Regions from separate parts of the Anser cygnoides genome. Here region 1 is linked to region 2. A link is a contact called in public Hi-C data. All regions are on one chromosome and are shown on one strand. The core of a region is the stretch at or near the end of the contact, and the rest is flanking DNA. Distances in the headings are between cores, read along the strand shown.

Region 1 (3,820 bases), core at 634-3,133, 230 kb before region 2:
TATTATACAGCCTCACTTTGGTGGGTATACTGACTTGTGTATAAAGCACTACCTGAAACCTTCCGTATGGAGGGATTTTCTGTCTCAGGTGTGTGGCTCTGTCACTGTGGAAGCTGCACGTGATAACTTTTCTGCTTGGCTGTGTCAGTGTTATCTGATTTCTTGGGATTTTTTTTTTTTGATGGGGGGTTAGGTCTTCATAATAGTTCAAGACATAAGCCTCATATTGAAATTCTTGATGTAATAGGCAGATGGGATAGCAGTTTGGGTTTCCTTGCACTGGCACATAATAAGCCTTGTGAAAATAGATGTGTACAAATGCCATTTTGCAAGTCTAATGAAAACCCTGCACACAAAGACGCTTCAGTCAGTGTTGGATGTGTCCTCTGTTCTTACACATCTCATTATGAATAAAGTTATAGCATTGTACCCTTAGCTTATTTTTTTCCCCACATTGTTCCAAATAAGCCTAATTAATTTAATAATCCTTTGAGCTACCATTTAAATAGCCAAACTAGACTTATGGATTCTTACAATTAAGTGCATTTTATTAATAGAGAAACTAAGTTTTTATGGTTATAAATGTCCTTTTTATTCATTAATACCACTTAAGGGCCAAAACAAGGAAATTGTTAGAAGCTGACTGAAACATTCTGGAGACTTTATGAACTCAGTGTTTCAAAAAGCACTATGGAGGTACTGCTGAGCACCACTGGATCCTAAAATACAAGTTCCTATTTGCTGTGTTAGCCACTTATTTATAGTGAGAGGTGGGAGCCTGGAAAAAATAATATCAGAGCAGTCTGAAGTAGGACAGGAACAACAAGCATTGTCACAGCTATTTTAATGCTGGAGATGTATTGATCAGGTGGATGCATCCCTGGTAATCAAACAGCAAGAGCAGCATGCTCATGTAGGAATGCTGTAGTTGCTAAGTTGTTAACTTTGAAGTGAAAAAGGAAGGTTACGTCTTCACTAGGTGATGCACCTTAGTGGTTTAGAACCTTCAAGCCCACTTTTTTTTATAATGTAACCTCCAAAATACGTGTGTGTGTGCTCAGAATTCTTGCCTGTAGGAAGCTCCTGTCCTATTAAAGAGCAAAGTAGAATTGGTAGAGAAATTGTAGGTAAACCAGGCACTTACAGTGTAGCGTTTGTTGTGTTAGCGGGATAAAAGAACCATATTTTCATTGTTACAATAATATCACTGACTCTTTACTTGTTTTCCCCACTGAATGTCAGAAGGCCTTTAAATTCTGTATCCTTGGTAATAGAGATTTGGAATTTTACCATTCTCCCATCTCTTCTGTCCAGCAGCAACATAGCTATTCCTGGTACCCAAAGAGAAAACAAACACTTTCCGTGGGTAATGTTCTTAATCAAGCTGTTGTTTTCTTGTAACGCTGGATACTTGGACCACAGTGAGAAAAAGGTTGGGAAATAAGGTTACAAAAGCCTTTCCGTGTGCCTTCTGAGCCCTGAAGGGTTTTACTTCTTCCCTGTAGGTATCTCTCAGAGCTCATATAACTCCTGGCATTTACAATGAGGTTGTGTAAATGAATGTGTGCTGAAGGTCAGAGCAGCTATTGCGAGCAAATAAGCTTTGACCTTAATCACATTTGACTTCTCACTTAATTGTACCTCCAACTTCTGTGTTTGTTCAAGATTTTTTTATTTCATAGTAAATCGTGCAGTGATTTTGGTAGAAGACTTCAGTAGATTGTTTCTTTTGCAACAGCCATGTCCTCCTTTCCTGCTTTCCCGTTTCCTTTGGTTCTGATATGGGACCGTTAAAACACTTGTTCATTATTGGTTTCATTCTCCCTCATAATCATGCAGAGAAACTGTCAGGATTTGCTTGAGCTGGACCAACATCTGAATAAGAAATAGTTGTGAGTTTCAGATCTTTGAAGCTGTCAGCCTGGATTTAAAGTATTCCAGACCCTTAAGCATTCTTTTGAATCTTCTGGTTTTATCTGAGACAATGTTTGTGTGTAGCACTGGTTTTCGGCCAGCTTTAACAAAGTAAGGTCTAGGTGCTATACTGGCTTTCCTAGAACCAGCTTTTTCTTCCTCTTTTCCTCAGTGTCTTCCTGGCTTTCAAAAATTTTCAACCATTTTGTGTTTACTGTTGCTAGCCTATAAGACTTCCCCTCTCTCCTGCGGTGATATCGTCTCAGAAAGTGCATTTAGGGAAGCAGGTAAAGCTTTTACTTTGACCAACTTTCTGTTGGTTCCTTAAAGAAATAAAGCAAGAGCTAGTCTGTACAGCTCCCCATAACTCGAACCATTTGGCTGTGCTCAGGGATAGACAGAACAGTAAGTTATAGTCCAGGGACACTGAGCTGTAGCTACATTTTCCAGCAGTCAAGCAGTAAGACCTTTGAAAAGCTGATCTCTCTCTCTGCGTGATCTGTCTCTACAGCACGTGGCCTACATCAGTACAGGTAGAGGCTGCACAGGCTATATTTAACAGCTAGATCCTGGCCAGTTTACAGAAGCAAGGCTTTTATGTGTGTTTACAAATAGGCATGCCTGTATCTGTAATAAATATTGCAGCAGAAAAGTAGACAAACTCCACTTCTAAAGGGTAAGCCTCTGTGATAACTAAGTTTGAAACCTTGCCTTTGCATCTTCTGTGAATTTCCTCAAGGTAGAATAGTTTGTATAGACCACTCTGTATCTGCTTTGTTGGGCGTTTTTCAGTACAGTCTTACAGCAGAAGGAGAGGCTAAAACATGCAGCTGCTTGGAGTTCTTTTCTTCTCCCAGCAACTTCTAGGCCACTCCATGTTTTCTCCAAAAAATGCCATGCCTCACTTTCTGAAGGCAGTGTTTGATGAAATGAGATAGACTTCATGATATAAAATGTTCTCAGTTTTCCACCATCCTAGCTGAATCAGGGTTTAAGGTGTCTTTCTTTTGGGGATTTTTTAGGGGATATATGTATGGATTTCAGCATTTAAGATCAATCCAGCATCTTGGGAATGGGATTGAGGAGCTGAGGCAGTGCTGATACGGTGCCTCTATTGCAATATGATTCATACGTAGCGTATAGATCTCCTGATTTATTTAAGTAGAGCCTTATTTTTGGTGGGAAGTCATGTCAGCTGCGTGGCCTGTGGCTAATGCGGTTGTCAGTAGATGTTGACATGTGACTCTGCATTTCAACATCTTGAAATGGAAACAGCCTGTTGAGGCAGGTAAAATATACGTAGGTAGGGGTTGTTGCAGTCATATCAGAGCACATCCGTATCACCATGCTTGCTGATCATGTGTACCACCTGGGGCTGCTTCATATGCTTGAATAATGCCTTCTTTCTGCAATCCGTTAAGTCTCTGGCAATGCTGCTGGCTCGTTTGACCTAGTTAGAATTCACTTTGTCATGTGAAGAACCAGTTCTGAGAGTTTGTGGCATTTCATGGAATTTGTGTGGCTATGCCTGACGTGGCAAAGTACGATATTGGACCCTTGTGACGTAAAGAACGGCTCTTGGCCTGTATTGGTGTCACGCTTCTAGTGCAGAACGTAGGCTCTGGTCTCCTAGGGATGACACAGGGTGTTTGTAACTTCCAGAAACCGGTTCACGTCTTTCAAAGCTTCAGATTGCTTTGATCTTTTAAACACGTGGAAGCATGAGTGAAGAAGAGGACTTTATCTAATGGTCTTGTGCATCTCTGGCGCGGTGCTGAATGTGGAATGGGCTTTCAACTCTGAAGAATGGCAGTGCTGTAAATCACATCCTGCATATAAAATGACTTCATGCAGTAATGGATTACAAAGTTAAAGTTCTGTGTCTAGAACACAGACAAATATGCTA
Region 2 (3,658 bases), core at 716-3,215:
GCATCATTTTAGGAACCCCTTTGCCACCCCTTAGCCTGGGGCAAACACATCCCACCTGAGCCCCAGCTCCGGATTTGTCCCTTTCTGCCTTGATGCCCACTTCGGGAAGCAATTGGGGAGCAGGGAAAGGAATATTCCTCGGTGTTTTCTCTGCCATCTGCAGTGTATTTTTCCATTCAGGCTGCTCTTTGGCTATCACAACCCCAGCGCCTGGTGGAAAGGGTTACCAGAGAAGTGCTGTTATTACAAAGGATTTTAATAACCTCTAGGGGCGAGTTCCCGGCTCCCTTGAAGTCCAAGACAGAACTCGGCTGACTACAAGGGAGGCAGGATTTCATCGCCACGGGCTGTTTTTCTTTAATGCCCGCTCGGGTTTGGGGTCGAGGTGTCCCTTGATGTGCTCCCAAAAGCATCCAGCCACACTGCTCGGTTCTGGGTATTTCTCTATCTTTTCATTTCTGGAAGCACTTTGCTTCCCGCCCTGCTCCGCGAGCACACTGGAAACCTTCAGCCCTTAATCCTGCCCATGTCTTTTAGTGTCCATTTAGATATTTCAGACCCCTTATCTCCCTCCCTTGAATTGCTGAGCAGCGCAGAGGCGGGTGTAAAACGTCTCAGATGGTCTCACTAACCCTGACCAGCCAACATCACAGGTTCCTGCCTTGCAAGAAAAAATCTTTTTTTTTTTTTTATTTTCCAGGAAGGAATGGAAATTATCTACCCCCCCAACCCAAGAGCCGCAAGTTTGGCCAGCGATCGCGCCCCTGTTATTTGGGGAGGCAATAACTCCTTTTTCCACTCGCTCCAGCACAGGTTACATTTGCGAGAGGAATTTGCAAGGGGAGGGAAGGAGGGAGACTCGTCGGGGCAGACGTGATGTTTACAGCTCTGGAGAGCTCTGGGTCACCGATCAAACCAGCAGCAAGTGGCCTGCGGACTCCCCAGACCAGCGCCGTTTTTAACTCTGAGCTCCCTTCTCCCTCCACCCCGGGGCTGTTTGCAGCCAGCCCCGCTCTTGCGTGCAGAAAACCTTCCCTGCACGCAGAAATCGCTCCCATCTGACACCTCCGAGAGCCCCGTGCCGGGATGGGAATAGGCAATGTGAGCTGTACGTAAATCTGTGAGTATCCGTCCCACCTTTTTTCCAACTTCCCCTACCCAAGCAGGAAAGACACCCACCTGTACCCACTTCTTTTAAGGGCACTGCATCCCCGCACGACCTGCGCTGGGGATGGGGAGCAGGGGGAGGGAGCAGGGGGTGTGGGGCTGGTGCAGCCCCCAGATCTCCCCTCTCCATGCAGCTTCCCCTCTTCCTGCAGCTCCCGGCTCTCCCTCCTCGCTTTTAACCCTCTGCATCTCCCCTCTCCCTTGCAGCCCCCGGGGGTCCCTGCGAACCCACAGCCTCCCGCTCGCCTCTCTCCGTTGCTGCCCTTTGCATCTCCCTTCACGCTTGCAGCCCCGAGTCTCCCCTTGCAGCACCCAGATCTCAGATGTCCCTACAAACTTCTGCATCTCCCCGTTCTTTTTTTAGCCCTGCCAAGTCTCCCCTTTCCATCACAGCCCCTGGGTCTCCGCTCTCTCAGTCTTTGGGTCTCCCCTCTCCCTTGCAGCCTCTGAGTCTCCGGTACCTCCGCACCCTCTGGGTCTCCCCCGTTCCTTGCAGCCCTTGGGTCTCCCCTCTCCCTTGCCCGCCCTGGGTCTCCCCTCTCCCTTGCAGCCTCCAAACCCCAAATCCCCCAACTCCCCCACACACCCCACTCACCCCTCAAAGCCCCTCTTTCTCCCAACCCCTACTCTTTCCCCTCCACGGGTTCGGGGTCCACCGCCCCATCCCTTACCGGGGGTCCCGGCAGCGGCTCGCTGCCCGTCCCCATATCCGTCCCCCTCCTCACCTCCGCACTGGGGTTTGCTCGGGAGCTGCAGAGGCCAGGGCAGAGCGGAGGCCGGGGTTCCTCTGCCTCTGCGCCCGCGGAGCCTCCTTATATGCGGTCCCCGCAGCTTTGATATGCGGCGTGATGTCAGCCCGGATTAGCATAACAAAGGGCTCGGGCCAGGAGCGCCGTGCGCCCCTCGCATCCCTCCTAGGGTAGGGACCGGGGGCGGGCGAGCGAGGCTCCGTGGGGGCTCCACTCCCACCCTCCACGCGAGGCTGGGAGGTGGAGGCTTGGGGGGCACCCCCTGGAGCCCTCCCTCTGAGCTGATTCCCCCCCGTCACGGGGGATGCCCGGGGGGGGGGTCCTCAGTGGTGGTGGAGCCGCTGCCTCCGAGGGTCTGGGGGCCACGCGGGGCGCTCCTTCTTAATTGAGCGGTTAATGATTAGCAACAGAAATGGCTAGCTGGTGTTTTCAACCGGAAACTTGGAAGCGTGGCCTCTCCGGAGGATGATTAGCGGGGCCGCCAGGCTGCCGTCCCAATTAAAGGACAAAGATACTTTTCACGCGCGGGGCTGGCAGGTGGATTTGCTTCTCCTGCGAGGCTAAGAAATCTCGCCGCCACAGTCGCAGCGCGGCGGCAGGCGCACGTCCTGCCTCCCGAGTCCCGCCGGCTTTCACAACCTCCTCTGCTTTGATCTGTCTTTAATCAGGGGAAAGTTCAGATGCCGAGATCTGATTTTTCCTTTCATGCCTGTATCAGCGATGGAGGCTTGATGACTGCGTGCCTCCAAAAAAACAAAAGGGGGAAAGAAAAGGAAGCACGTCTGGCTTCTCAACCTCATGGGTCTGAATTTATGACTTCTGTGTCAGCTCTGGCCTGTGAACAAATTGGCACCAGTTGCAAAAGTACCTGTGTCGTTTTGCTTCATCATGGATTTCAGGTGAAAGGAAAGAAGAGAATGAATGCTTTAATCCTAGCATCAAGAGACTCAGAGTAAATTTCCTTAAGGTCTATTTTGGGAAAAGCTATTTATATGGGATAATACTTTTATGTATGTCTCCTTGTGCCGGAAAGATTGTGTTCATATACAAGGATCGCTAATGGGCTTTCCTACATGAGCTGTAAAGAACCCTGCATACACAGTCCCAAATTCCCCAAGCCCTATATTGTTTGTGTAAGACCCAGTTTGCCAGCAGCTCTGCAGTGTGTGCATCTGTCCATGTGTAACAGATGCCTCCAAGTGCTCAAAGTTCCTGAGACCCCCCTTTTCCCAACCTTCTTCCCACCCCACTGCCCCCCAGGAGCTCCTCCTCCTCCTCCTCCCCATGTGTTTCATCAGCGAGGACTCATTTACATGGGGAAATTGTCTGCAATATCTCTTACACTTCAGCTTTCTGCCCCGGTTTCGCCATGAATAGTCTTTTTTCCAAATCTCCTTAATTTTTCAAGTCTTTTGGGGGAAAATGCAGTTGTTATTAACCAACAGGAGCAGAGGTGGGAGACAGCAGTAGCTGTAAGACCCGTGTTTTTGCAGTAGGCACCTGCTGTGCTAGGGGCTGTGCGAACTCAGCACGGCAAGGCACGTCCCACCTTCATGGCCTAGGTATTGGCGATGGGAGCTGGGTGGCCAGCGATGATGGTGTAGAGGCAGGAATAAGGAACAATGAAGACAGAAGGACATACAAGGTCAAAAGGTAGGATAAAGAGTACGAAACCAGAAGAATAGTGAGAAAAGTTATATAGGATACATAAATCGTGTGGGATATATGCACTAGACTAACCA

The links. A called contact is a pair of places that touch in the nucleus more often than the background predicts.
Region 1: a Hi-C map of liver shows a contact between it and region 2, with 3 times the contacts expected there. The contact joins the enhancer-like site here to the promoter of WNT11 in region 2. A contact is called at or near these places in 2 of 7 Hi-C or Micro-C datasets (granulosa cells and liver).

Annotation. Positions count from the first base shown.
Region 1 is chr1:210,181,959-210,185,778 of Taihu_goose_T2T_genome, reverse strand. All of the region lies in intron 5 of UVRAG (UV radiation resistance associated), which reads left to right. Among named protein-coding and RNA genes, the nearest start is that of UVRAG, 25 kb to the left of the region's middle. Within about 2 kb of position 1,883, at least 1 of the 3 cell types and tissues checked has open chromatin away from gene starts, as enhancers often do. A contact at or near this core is called in liver, where this site is marked.
Region 2 is chr1:209,947,577-209,951,234 of Taihu_goose_T2T_genome, reverse strand. It overlaps WNT11 (Wnt family member 11), which reads right to left and starts at 1,965. Exons shown (of 7, transcript XM_066990016.1): 1 at 1,839-1,965. LOC125180517 (a long non-coding RNA gene) reads left to right here and starts at 127. Exons shown (of 5, transcript XR_010828467.1): 1 at 127-1,120.